Regions from separate parts of the Mus musculus genome. Here region 1 is linked to region 2. Evidence: chromatin contacts called from public HiChIP or PLAC-seq data. All regions are on one chromosome and are shown on one strand. Each heading gives the region's core, a stretch centred on a gene start, on an enhancer-like site or on the middle of the called end of the contact. The rest is flanking DNA. Distances are from core to core; before and after follow the strand shown. Region 1 has its middle 51 kb from the start of Bms1. Region 2 overlaps Ret (ret proto-oncogene).

The links. HiChIP or PLAC-seq counts read pairs in DNA pulled down with a chosen protein or histone mark.
Region 1: a FOXA1 HiChIP or PLAC-seq map of pancreatic cancer cells shows a contact between it and region 2. The contact joins two enhancer-like sites. A contact is called at or near these places in 2 of 39 promoter capture datasets (the HPC-7 cell line and pre-B cells), 3 of 484 Hi-C or Micro-C datasets (the 3T3-L1 cell line and liver), 2 of 115 datasets of contacts at active chromatin or transcription factors (embryonic basal ganglia and pancreatic cancer cells) and 3 of 9 other capture datasets (adipose tissue, embryonic stem cells and liver).

What each region holds. Positions count from the first base shown.
Region 1 is chr6:118,365,880-118,371,006 of GRCm38.p6, reverse strand. No RefSeq gene overlaps it. Among named protein-coding and RNA genes, the nearest start is that of Bms1, 51 kb to the left of the region's middle. Within about 2 kb of position 3,301, at least 32 of the 459 cell types and tissues checked have an H3K27ac peak or open chromatin away from gene starts, as enhancers often do. A contact at or near this core is called in pancreatic cancer cells, where this site is marked.
Region 2 is chr6:118,147,715-118,152,966 of GRCm38.p6, reverse strand. Ret (ret proto-oncogene) reads left to right here. Exons shown (of 19, transcript NM_001080780.1): 19 at 1-1,219. Among named protein-coding and RNA genes, the nearest start is that of Csgalnact2, 11 kb to the right of the region's middle. Within about 2 kb of position 1,941, at least 22 of the 459 cell types and tissues checked have an H3K27ac peak or open chromatin away from gene starts, as enhancers often do. A contact at or near this core is called in pancreatic cancer cells, where this site is marked.

The DNA of each region.
Region 1 (5,127 bases), core at 2,052-4,551, 220 kb before region 2:
GGAGTGTTCCTCTTTCTCCACATCCACGCCAGCATCTGCTGTCACCTGAATTTTTGATCTTAGCCATTCTGACTGGTGAGAGGTGGAATCTCAGGGTTGTTTTGATTTGCATTTCCCTGATGATTAAGGATGTTGAACATTTTTTCAGGTGCTTCTCTGCCATTCGGTATTCCTCAGGTGAGAATTCTTTGTTCAGTTCTGAGCTCCATGTTTTAATGGGGTTATTTGATTTTCTGAAGTCCACCTTCTTGAGTTCTTTATATATGTTGGATATTAGTCCCCTATCTGATTTAGGATAGGTAAAGATCCTTTCCCAATCTGTTGGTGGTCTTTTTGTCTTATTGACAGTGTCTTTTGCCTTGCAGAAACTTTGGAGTTTCATTAGGTCCCATTTGTCAATTCTCGATCTTACAGCACAAGCCATTGCTGTTCTGTTCAGGAATTTTTCCCCTGTGCCCATATCTTCAAGGCTTTTCCCCACTTTCTCCTCTATAAGTTTCAGTGTCTCTGGTTTTATGTGAAGTTCCTTGATCCACTTAGATTTGACCTTAGTACAAGGAGATAAGTATGGATCAATTCGCATTCTTCTACACGATAACAACCAGTTGTGCCAGCACCAATTGTTGAAAATGCTGTCTTTCTTCCACTGGATGGTTTTAGCTCCCTTGTCGAAGATCAAGTGACCATAGGTGTGTGGGTTCATTTCTGGGTCTTCAATTCTATTCCATTGGTCTACTTATCTGTCTCTATACCAGTACCATGCAGTTTTTATCACAATTGCTCTGTAGTAAAGCTTTAGGTCAGGCATGGTGATTCCACCAGAGGTTCTTTTATCCTTGAGAAGAGTTTTTGCTATCCTAGGTTTTTTGTTATTCCAGATGAATTTGCAAATTGCTCCTTCTAATTCCTTGAAGAATTGTGTTGGAATTTTGATGGGGATTGCATTGAATCTGTAGATTGCTTTTGGCAAGATAGCCATTTTTACAATGTTGATCCTGCCAATCCATGAGCATGGGAGATCTTTCCATGTTCTGAGATCTTCTTTAATTTCTTTCTTCAGAGACTTGAAGTTTTTATCATACAGATCTTTCACTTCCTTAGTTAGAGTCACGCCGAGATATTTTATATTATTTGTGACTATTGAAAAGGGTGTTGTTTCCCTAATTTCTTTCTCAGCCTGTTTATTCTTTGTGTAGAGAAAGGCCATTGACTTGTTTGAGTTAATTTTATATCCAGCTACTTCACCGAAGCTGTTGATCAGGTTTAGGAGTTCTCTGGTGGAATTTTTAGGGTCACTTATATATACTATCATATCATCTGCAAAAAGTGATATTTTGAGTTCCTCTTTTCCAATTTGTATCCCCTTGATCTCCTTTTGTTGTCGAATTGGTCTGGCTAATACTTCAAGTACTATGTTGAAAAGGTAGGGAGAAAGTGGGCAGCCTTGTCTAGTCCCTGATTTTAGTGGGATTGCTTCCAGCTTCTCTCCATTTACTTTGATGTTGGCTACTGGTTTGCTGTAGACTGCTTTTATTATGTTTAGGTATGGGCCTTGAATTCCTGATCTTTCCAAAACTTTTCCTCTCTTGATAGTTATGAATCCTATCTTCCTCTGCCTGTCCACTCAGGGCTCTGTGAGCCAGGAATTCGTGGTGCTGGGCCTGGTGGCTAGGTCCAAGGGTAAAGTCCTCTTGGTCCTTAATGGAGCAAATATGGAGGTGTCCCATCTCAGCAATTAATGTGGTCAATGCAGGTGATACCAAGCCTGAAGTGTAATAACAAGGTGACTGACTGCGCCATTGGTACTAGACAGAGTGGTACTTGGGTTCACCAGCATTCTGAACGTGTCTGTGAGGACTTCCAGCAAGGTTCCCACAATCTGTTTGGGACCTCCCTAGAAAAGAAGGGCAGAGGAAAGGGAATTCTCTCCCATCCTGCCTATTTGGACCCCAGCAGGGCTCTTCTGCCCAGAGACTGAGATGTAAAACGTCAGCTGAACCCGCATTCCCTGCTGTCATAGATCTACAGCTTGCAGACTATCAGCTGTGGGTCTTTTCTGCCTCTACCACCACATGAGAAATTCCCATAATACAAATTTTAATGCCTGCCCACATCTCCTATTGGCTCTGTTCCTCTGGGGAACTCTGACTAGCACATCTGAGAAACACTGTTCAGCCCAGGAGAAAGCAAAACAGAAGAAGGCCTTGATGTCTTTGGACCAGAGTAAGAAATCTGTGGGTGCACTCATCCCTCCTCTTTGTTTGTCCCACAAATGCTGACCACCAGGTTTAGTGCAGGCTAGCCCATGTTGGCCTTCCTGGGTGCATGCTCTTGGGAGAGGCAGGTAGTGGTAGCAGGCAGATGAGAACATAGAGGTTAACAGGACTATGGCTTGGGGGCTGAGGATGGCCACCTATTACCTGGGTTGCCTGGGCAAGACCCTGGCCATATTGACTCCACCAACCTTGCTTCCCTTGGCTCAGCAAGTCCACAGAACAAAAGAGGTCTACAGAGGTAGCCATCCTTGCCGGAAGGCCCCTGCAGACAGGGTGGCTAGCTCTGCTGGACAGACACTGCATCTCGGGTTTGTTTTTATCTTTTATGAGGCTATGGAAGCCAGGATTGCAGCCCCTGCTCATTGCAGCGTCTGGGCTCTTGCCCAGGGACTCTAAGGTCCACAGTGTAACCTGCTCCTGGCTGCTTTACTTGAGTGCCTCTCCTCCTCTCCACATGAGAACACCAGCTTCTCTCTGATGGGTCTGCCTTCTCTTTTTACTTCCTGTATGTGTAACATCTTTGTGGACTGGCTGGCATGTCTTGGTGAGGCGATCTTGGCCTCAGCCAGTGAGTCTGACTGTGCCCTACTGTCACCTGGGTGGCACTGTGTGGCTTCTTGCCCAAAGAACTCATGGTCATCTCTGAGTTCCCATGAGGCTCACTGACTGAGCAAGCCTTCCTTTATTCTCCAAACTGACACCTACAGTTTGGCTGTGGAAGGCAGCCCCTTCCGTGGAGCTCTTATGTGGGCTAAGTTGATAGCTGGTGGCTGAAAGGCTGGCTGCTGGGTCTACAGTTAGGGTATGCGCTTACGTCCTGCATAAGTGACAGGCTCTTGTTCTGAATGTAACTTGTCATCAGCATGGCTAAGGGAAGGGCAGAGGACAAGTTCCCTTGGATGGACACCTTGGTCTGACCGTGTACAGAGATGAGAGTTCTCCCTCACACCTACGGTGGCCTTAGCTCACCTCCTGGAGCGAGTCACCAAGTGCTGTGTGTTCCCTAGAGAGGCAGGCGGCCTGTTGTCCTTGGTGTGTGCATCATATATGATTCATACAGGCTGTCTGGACGCCTCTGAGTCAGACACCCATCATACTCAGGGACTCGGCTCTTCCCAGCTTTTCTCCTGTCCTTACTTCTCCCTTGGGTCTGTGGGTCGGTTGACATTGGTATCTCTCTAAGATTCTTTTCATGGTCCCCCTGGATCAAGAAAGGAACAGTTTATGGTTGGAAACACAGCAAGTCCACCCCTCATGCTTCCTAGAAATCCGAGTGCAGATCTTTCTCGAATATGAGAACCAACTGGGCAAGAGATATCGCTATCAGCTGATCAGGAAACACAACCATCAACCCCACAGTCCCTCCGACAGTAGGAGACAAGCTTACTGCAGTGGTGACATAGAAAGTACAGAGAACATTTTGGGAAGGCTAAACAGGCTCTCTAAGTGAGACTTGGAATGGGTGGGTCATCTGTGAGGGCAAATTGGGCTACTCATGCTGGGAAGACAACAATGTATACTAACTTGCCCCTCTATTGGGACTACTCTCGTTTCAGTATTGAAAGTTCCATGATGAACCCTGGACTTCATGGGTGGTTGGTTCCCTGTGTGGACAATGGGATCTAACATAAGAAGAGAAGCCATGGTACAGGCGGTGCTCAGATGGTGACACGCATGTCCATACCTGATGGTGTGGACCAACATGGAAAAATTTGAGTGCTTTGGGCAAGATCATGCTTCAAGAAGCTTCTGAGCCAGGCAATGGTGGTGCACGCCTTTAATCCCAGCACTCGGGAGCAGAGGCAGGTGGATTTCTGAGTTCGAGGCCAGCCTGGTCTACAGAGTGAGTTCCAGGACAGCCAGGGCTACACAGAGAAACCCTGTCTCGAAAAAAACAAATATATATATATATGTATGTATGTATGTGTGTGTGTGTGTGTGTGTGTGTGTGTGTATGTATGTATGTATGTATGTATGTATGTATGTATGTATATCTTCTTGAAAGCAGGGGAAAGGGAGGAAGATCCCTGGAGGCTGAGGGACATTGAGTCCATCCAAGAACATCTGTGCTATGCAAGTTGGATCTGGAGGCAAGTAGGTTTTAGGGAACTGGTAGGGGGAGCCCCTGTATTCCAGGGAGCTGACTAGCTATGTCTGAGATTTTGATGAACGAAGGGGACTGCATCTGGATAAGATTGAAATACACAAGCCCCAGGCTTGCAGACACAGGATCAATATGTGCCAGCGAGTTGGTCAGCAAATGTTATGAGTCAGCTGGGAGTACTTAGGGCAAGAAGGGCCACGGCTGCTACAGAGAGGGGTTGACAGGAGAACCAGAGGCTCCCTGGGGAATTGGAGCAGGGGGAACACAGCCACTGTGGGGACTGAGGGTGGCAGCAGCCTGTAATCTAAGCACTCAAGAGGCAGAAATAGATGATTCCAGAGCAACCAGGCTAGCTAGACCAGCTAGAATCAATGCACTCTGCATTCTGCTAGGAACCATGCCTTAGTAAATAAAATGGAGGGCAACTGAGGAAAACACCAGATGTCAACCTTAGACTGCTACATATGCACACATATGCCAGGCATCCTACACACACATGTACCCACACTCATGAACAGACATACACACATATGTGAGACAGCACAGCTCACACATGTACCCAAAAGAAAAAAAAAACAGCCCCATTTGAAAAAAATGGAACACACCAAGCTCCAAAGAGTGCTCTGGTCAGTGAGTCAGCTCTGGGCAGGGCTTGTCCAGGGGCAGGGATAGGAGGTGTGTGTCAATCTCAGGCTCTGTGCAGAGGCTGGCTGCTGCAATAGAAGGACAGGAGGCTAGACCAGGGAG
Region 2 (5,252 bases), core at 692-3,191:
GCCTTGAGCCACAAATTCTGCACCCCCAGCAAGCCAGTCTGCAGTACACCCTACCCACCAAAGAGTGTGCCCACCCTCTGCTTGGGGACAGGTGGGTCTGTCTTGTTTTAATCCCTGGCTTGCCAGCTCATGCCCAAAGGGAAGGACAGTTCATCTAGTTGCATTAGATGTTTCCCTGACACTGACTGAGGTGAGAGAACAAGGTTTTGGCTCTTATAGAGCTTGTGTGAAAGGCACATGGGTCAGCTCTTCCGGCCGTCCTTTATGCTGCTATGGTACGTGTTTTGGTCTCTGTTCTAACCACGACTCACGTGTAAGGTTCTTGTCTTTCTATATGGGCAGTTGTAGCCACAGACACTCAGCACTCCTCTAGGGCTTTAGGGGTGGCTCTTGGAAGTTTCTTTGGCTGTCTGTGGACTGTCACTTCCCATGAAAAGGTCACATTACCAAAACACTGCCTGGTCTTCAGACTTGAAGCACTGTGATAGGACTTTAAATAGTCATAATAAAATACTATATCTTTATGGGCATTTCACAAACACAGTAAAATTGTGACATTTTATGTGGCTGAGAATGCTCAGATAAGTATACCAGATAGAGCCTTATGGAGTGTGTGTGATATTTGTGTGCACACATAGCCAGACAGACAGGAAGATGAAAAATGCTTATTTTAACATATAATATGGCTTTAGTTTTGGGCCATTTTTTTTTCAGATACACTGTGATAAGGTTTTTTATATAAATATCTCTAGTCATGGGACCCATTTTGTTTTTTCAGATGTGTTTAATGGTAGTTTTATTAAGTGCAAAAATACGGATGAATTCAAATTATTCAACATGCCTACACGGTAAGTGTGACTTGCTAGGGCAAGTTAGCTCTCAAGGGCTGAGCTCCAAGTCTAAATAGCTGGCCCATTTGTGAGGAATTAACACTTGACTAATAACCATTGTCTGTCTGTTCCTGAGATATAAAAGCACCCATACTTGTTAAAGTACCTATACTTGTTAGCACTATCAGACAGATTTTTCATCTACATATATGCAGAAGTTACCCCTTATTAAATATTACTGAGTATTAAGTAGCTATCTGTCAGCCACTAAATTTGTAAGATCTATTTAAGAAAGGCCATTAAACCATACCGTGTTGACTTGTTTTTGTAATCAAGGTGACTAAGGAAATAATTTCAGTTGTGTAAATAAAATAAATCATAAAATGTGTCAACTTTTTCTCTCGTTTTAACTTCCTGGTGCAAAAAACCTCAGCTTGCTCATTTCAAAGTTTCTACACATAACTAAAATGTCACAGCGAATCTGTTGTAATTGTGGGAGAGCAATAATGACGAGGGAGCAATGGCTCTTGGTGGTGTCACTGGTGGGTGTCTTGTACAACAACATTCAAGTGATAAGTCAACTAACCCTGTGACTCTAGGATTTCCTCCCTGCAATTGGAGACATCCCCCTTGCAGGTGACCTTCCTTAGAACAAATAGTGGCCAGTGTCGATATCCACTGGTCTCTGGAACTCTTAGCTGTTAATTTCCTGAAACATCAGTAATCTCTCAGTTACTAAAACTTAAAAAGTGCATAGTTGTGAGTGAACATCGCAGAAGGTGGAGAGAAACCGTCGTCAGCCACTTACAAAGTGTAACATACCAGCTACTTAGTTCATTCTAGCCTCCGTCCAGGGCAGTGACAAACGTGAGTTTTTAATACCAGTCCGGTCTGTGACCACAGTGTGTGTTGAGTGCAAAGAGCCTGAGTCACTTCCAGCAACTGCCTCGCCCCTGGAGCCAAACTAGGCCATCCTGACAACCTTTGATTCCTACTACTTGAGTCTGGACCACAAAAGCTGGAAGGAAATACATGCTGAAGCTTCAGAGGTACCTCGGGGCAGGCTTTTACAGAAGCATACTGGAAACATACTGTTTCAGCAGCATAAACTCCAGAGGGTCATGTGTCTCTGTGTCTTGTTACTTGTTACTTCCCCCCTTAAGAAAGAAATACCAACTCCTATGAAAGATTCCTTCCTCTCATGTCCTGCCATGTGGCCAGTTTATTTGGGTGGAGAACTAAGTAGATCCAAGAACATACCCTAGATAAATGCTTCCTAAATAAAGGAGAAGCATACTTCCCAGTGTATAAAGTAACCATTTCTCCCTAGGCATGCAGAGTGGAGGGCAGCCATCCCTCTCCTTTAAGCATGTTCAAATAGCACAGTCAGCTTCCTCTGCCTGTAGAGGGCTGGGCAGGAAGAGCAGGGATTCTGCGCAGATTGGCCACCCTGGCCTCTACTGCCAGCCAATACAGAAGATCTTTAATTGCAGCACCTTAGCTGAACTCCATGGCTTCCCACTTCACTGGGGATTCACAGGATGGAACGTCTTGGGTAAGCTCATGAGAAACCATATTTTGTGTATAGAGAGTGGTTAATTGGGCACATTACCATACCCTGTAGCAAAGCCATGAACCTCTTGAAGATAGGCCTCGTTCACTCCCAGTGCTTGAGAAACATGTTGAACGTTAAAAAAAATCACAAGTTTATTATTGTGACAATGGCATTGTGTGTTGTGACAAGTGACAAAGTGTTTCTCCAGCTACGGGGACGTTAAATTGCAAGACCTGGCTATTGAGACATCTCAGCTGAAGCTCAGGCATGGGAGACTTTGACAGGGACACCTCTCAGTTTGGTGGCACTGCAAGGAATGGGGTCAGGCAGTAAAGACTTGGAGCCCACATCCTGAGACCATTCTAGCCACTATGACTTTACCATCTCTGTTCTGTACTAGGATACCTGTGTCAGATGACACAGTAATGCAAGTTAAAAATAAGTGTTGCTAAGAAAGGTAAGGGTGCATTCTACAGCTTAAATATAATAGCCAGTTTTCAGTTTGGGGAAGAAACATTTTTGATATTTCATAATGAAGATATCTTGAAAATGGTCAGCTTCACCAATAAAAAGCTTAAGGTCCTTTTAAGTGTCTGTCTCATCTTTGTCATGCTTATACTTTCGTGGCTTTAGGAGCGTGCAGTCCCTGTTTAGGTCATACTTAAGGCTGCTTACACTACCTGAAGCCAGAGGATTGTTGTTGATGGATGGCACCTGTATCATAGCCCTGTTGTGAGGCCTCCATTCCCGTCCAGGCATGGCTTTCAGCTATCTTGGGTCTCCCTTGAAAGGTTTCAGGGACTTGGGAGTTTTCCGGTGACTCAGGCTATGGGGCCTGGTAGACTGACATTCTTGAATTCCTGAAAACCGTAGAGTCAAGGATCAGACCTGATGATACAGGAGCCTAAGGCAGGAAGGTCACCACTACAGTGTGTGACCCTCCATCAAAAAAAAAAAAAAAAAAAAAAGACGTGACTTTAAGGATGGAAGAATTATGACTTTTTGGAAAGTACGCAGAGAAGGAAGTATTATAGCAGAGTGCAATTTTAAAGGCATATGATAGGACTTGCCTGCATTGTGGCTGCCTGTTACTTGCAAAGGGTAGTTCTTAACTGCTAAGGGGAGAAGACACCAACCTTTTGAGGGGCTTGCAAGTTGTGCAGAAAGCTTCAGGGCTCCAGCTTCCATGGCTTGGTACCCATGCTGGAGTGCGCTTTCCCTAATGCAGCTGCCTGTGGGTCACCCAAAGAAATTCATGGGTTCCCCAAGTCCAACTTTGGTGTTCTCACTAATGTCTGTTACTGGTTCGCTATGTAGGAGGTATAGTCGTTTGTTCGTGTTTCCTAGGAATAGTGTCACACAACAGATAGGAGTGAATTTGTCTGAACCTGTGAGGTATTTCAAGGAGAAATGAAGCTAACATCTGTCTGAAATCATGTGGTACTACCATGCCACTCTCTTGGGGGCACCTGAGATTAGGAAAAAAACAGTCCCCATTCCCCCTCTTCAGAGGCAGAGGCTAAACATATGTTCTATAATGCCTTCTTGACGCTTACCAGAGGTCATCCTTTCCAGAGATACTTGGTTTTAGACATAGCTTTAGGTAAGCCTCCTGTTTAGCAAAATAGTTTGCTGTAGCAGTTCTTCTCTTCTCTTCTCTTCTCTTCTCTTCTCTTCTCTTCTCTTCTCTTCTCTTCTCTTCTCTTCTCTTCTCTTCTCTTCTCGCTTCAATATAATCCCTTTTGGTGGAGTCATCCTCCTATGGGACAGGCCTATCTCTGGGAAATAGAAGTATAAAAACTACTTAACGTGCTGGCCATTTTGGTGGCAATCTTAAGTCAAAACAAACTCATAAATGTCCAAAGCCATTTGCACAAATAAATAAACAAACAAATCATGTCTTGTTTCTGTGTTTGTTCCCTGTTTGACAAGCTGTGCTAGCTGCCATATAGACTGATAGGTGTTTCAGGTAGAGATCTATATTCTATAAGAGAGCTTAAATTGGTACAATATAGCCTACTGGGTAACTTCTAACATCAGTGTTGATACGTGGTTCATCCACCAGTAAGTATTAAGTCAGATTTCTCACGAGAATCTAATAAATTGGCATAAGGTCAGAGAGTAGGACAGTTACCAAGTTCCTTTCCTTGAAGGGCATCAGAGAGGCCGGATTCCATGCTGTAGTGGTGAAAGGTAATGAAAGCAGGATATAGCAATAGAATCTAGTCAGATTTCTATTATTAGCTAACCCAGGAGTGGGAAGGAGGGAGAAGAAGGTAATGAGAAAGGGTAGCAGTGGGCAAAAGACAATGTATACAGATGAAAATTTAGCAATCAAACCTGTTATTTAAAGAAAACAATAACTGCTCACCTTCTTGTTTCTGCAGTAACACAATGGAGGTGTTACTAGTGCCAGCCATGAGAAGTCCTTAGTAGAATATGTGTTAGGGTTCTCTAGAGAAACAGAACAAACGTAATGAAACCCTATTACAAAGTGGGAACTGTTAGATTGGCTTCCATAGTATGGGCTGTGCAGTCCAACAATAGCTGTCTTCCCACTGGAGAGGCTGCGAAACAGAAGCTCTTCAGACTGTGAGGCTGGAGCTAATGCTGAGGGCTGGGGGGTCTCAGAGAGCTGTTGATCTTCATTTGGTTTGGAGAGAGTGAAGAACCTGGGCTCAGTGTCAACAGAAGATAGCAACAGGATAAATGCACTCACCAGGAAGGAGCAAAGGCAGACAGTGAGGTGAAAGCAGTTCTGGTTTTCCCTTAAACCTCTTTGCACTGGAACCACCATTGGCTGTAAGTGCAGGTTTAATTTTTTTTTTTTTTTTTTTTTTTTTTTTAGTTCTGCCTTTGAGGCACAC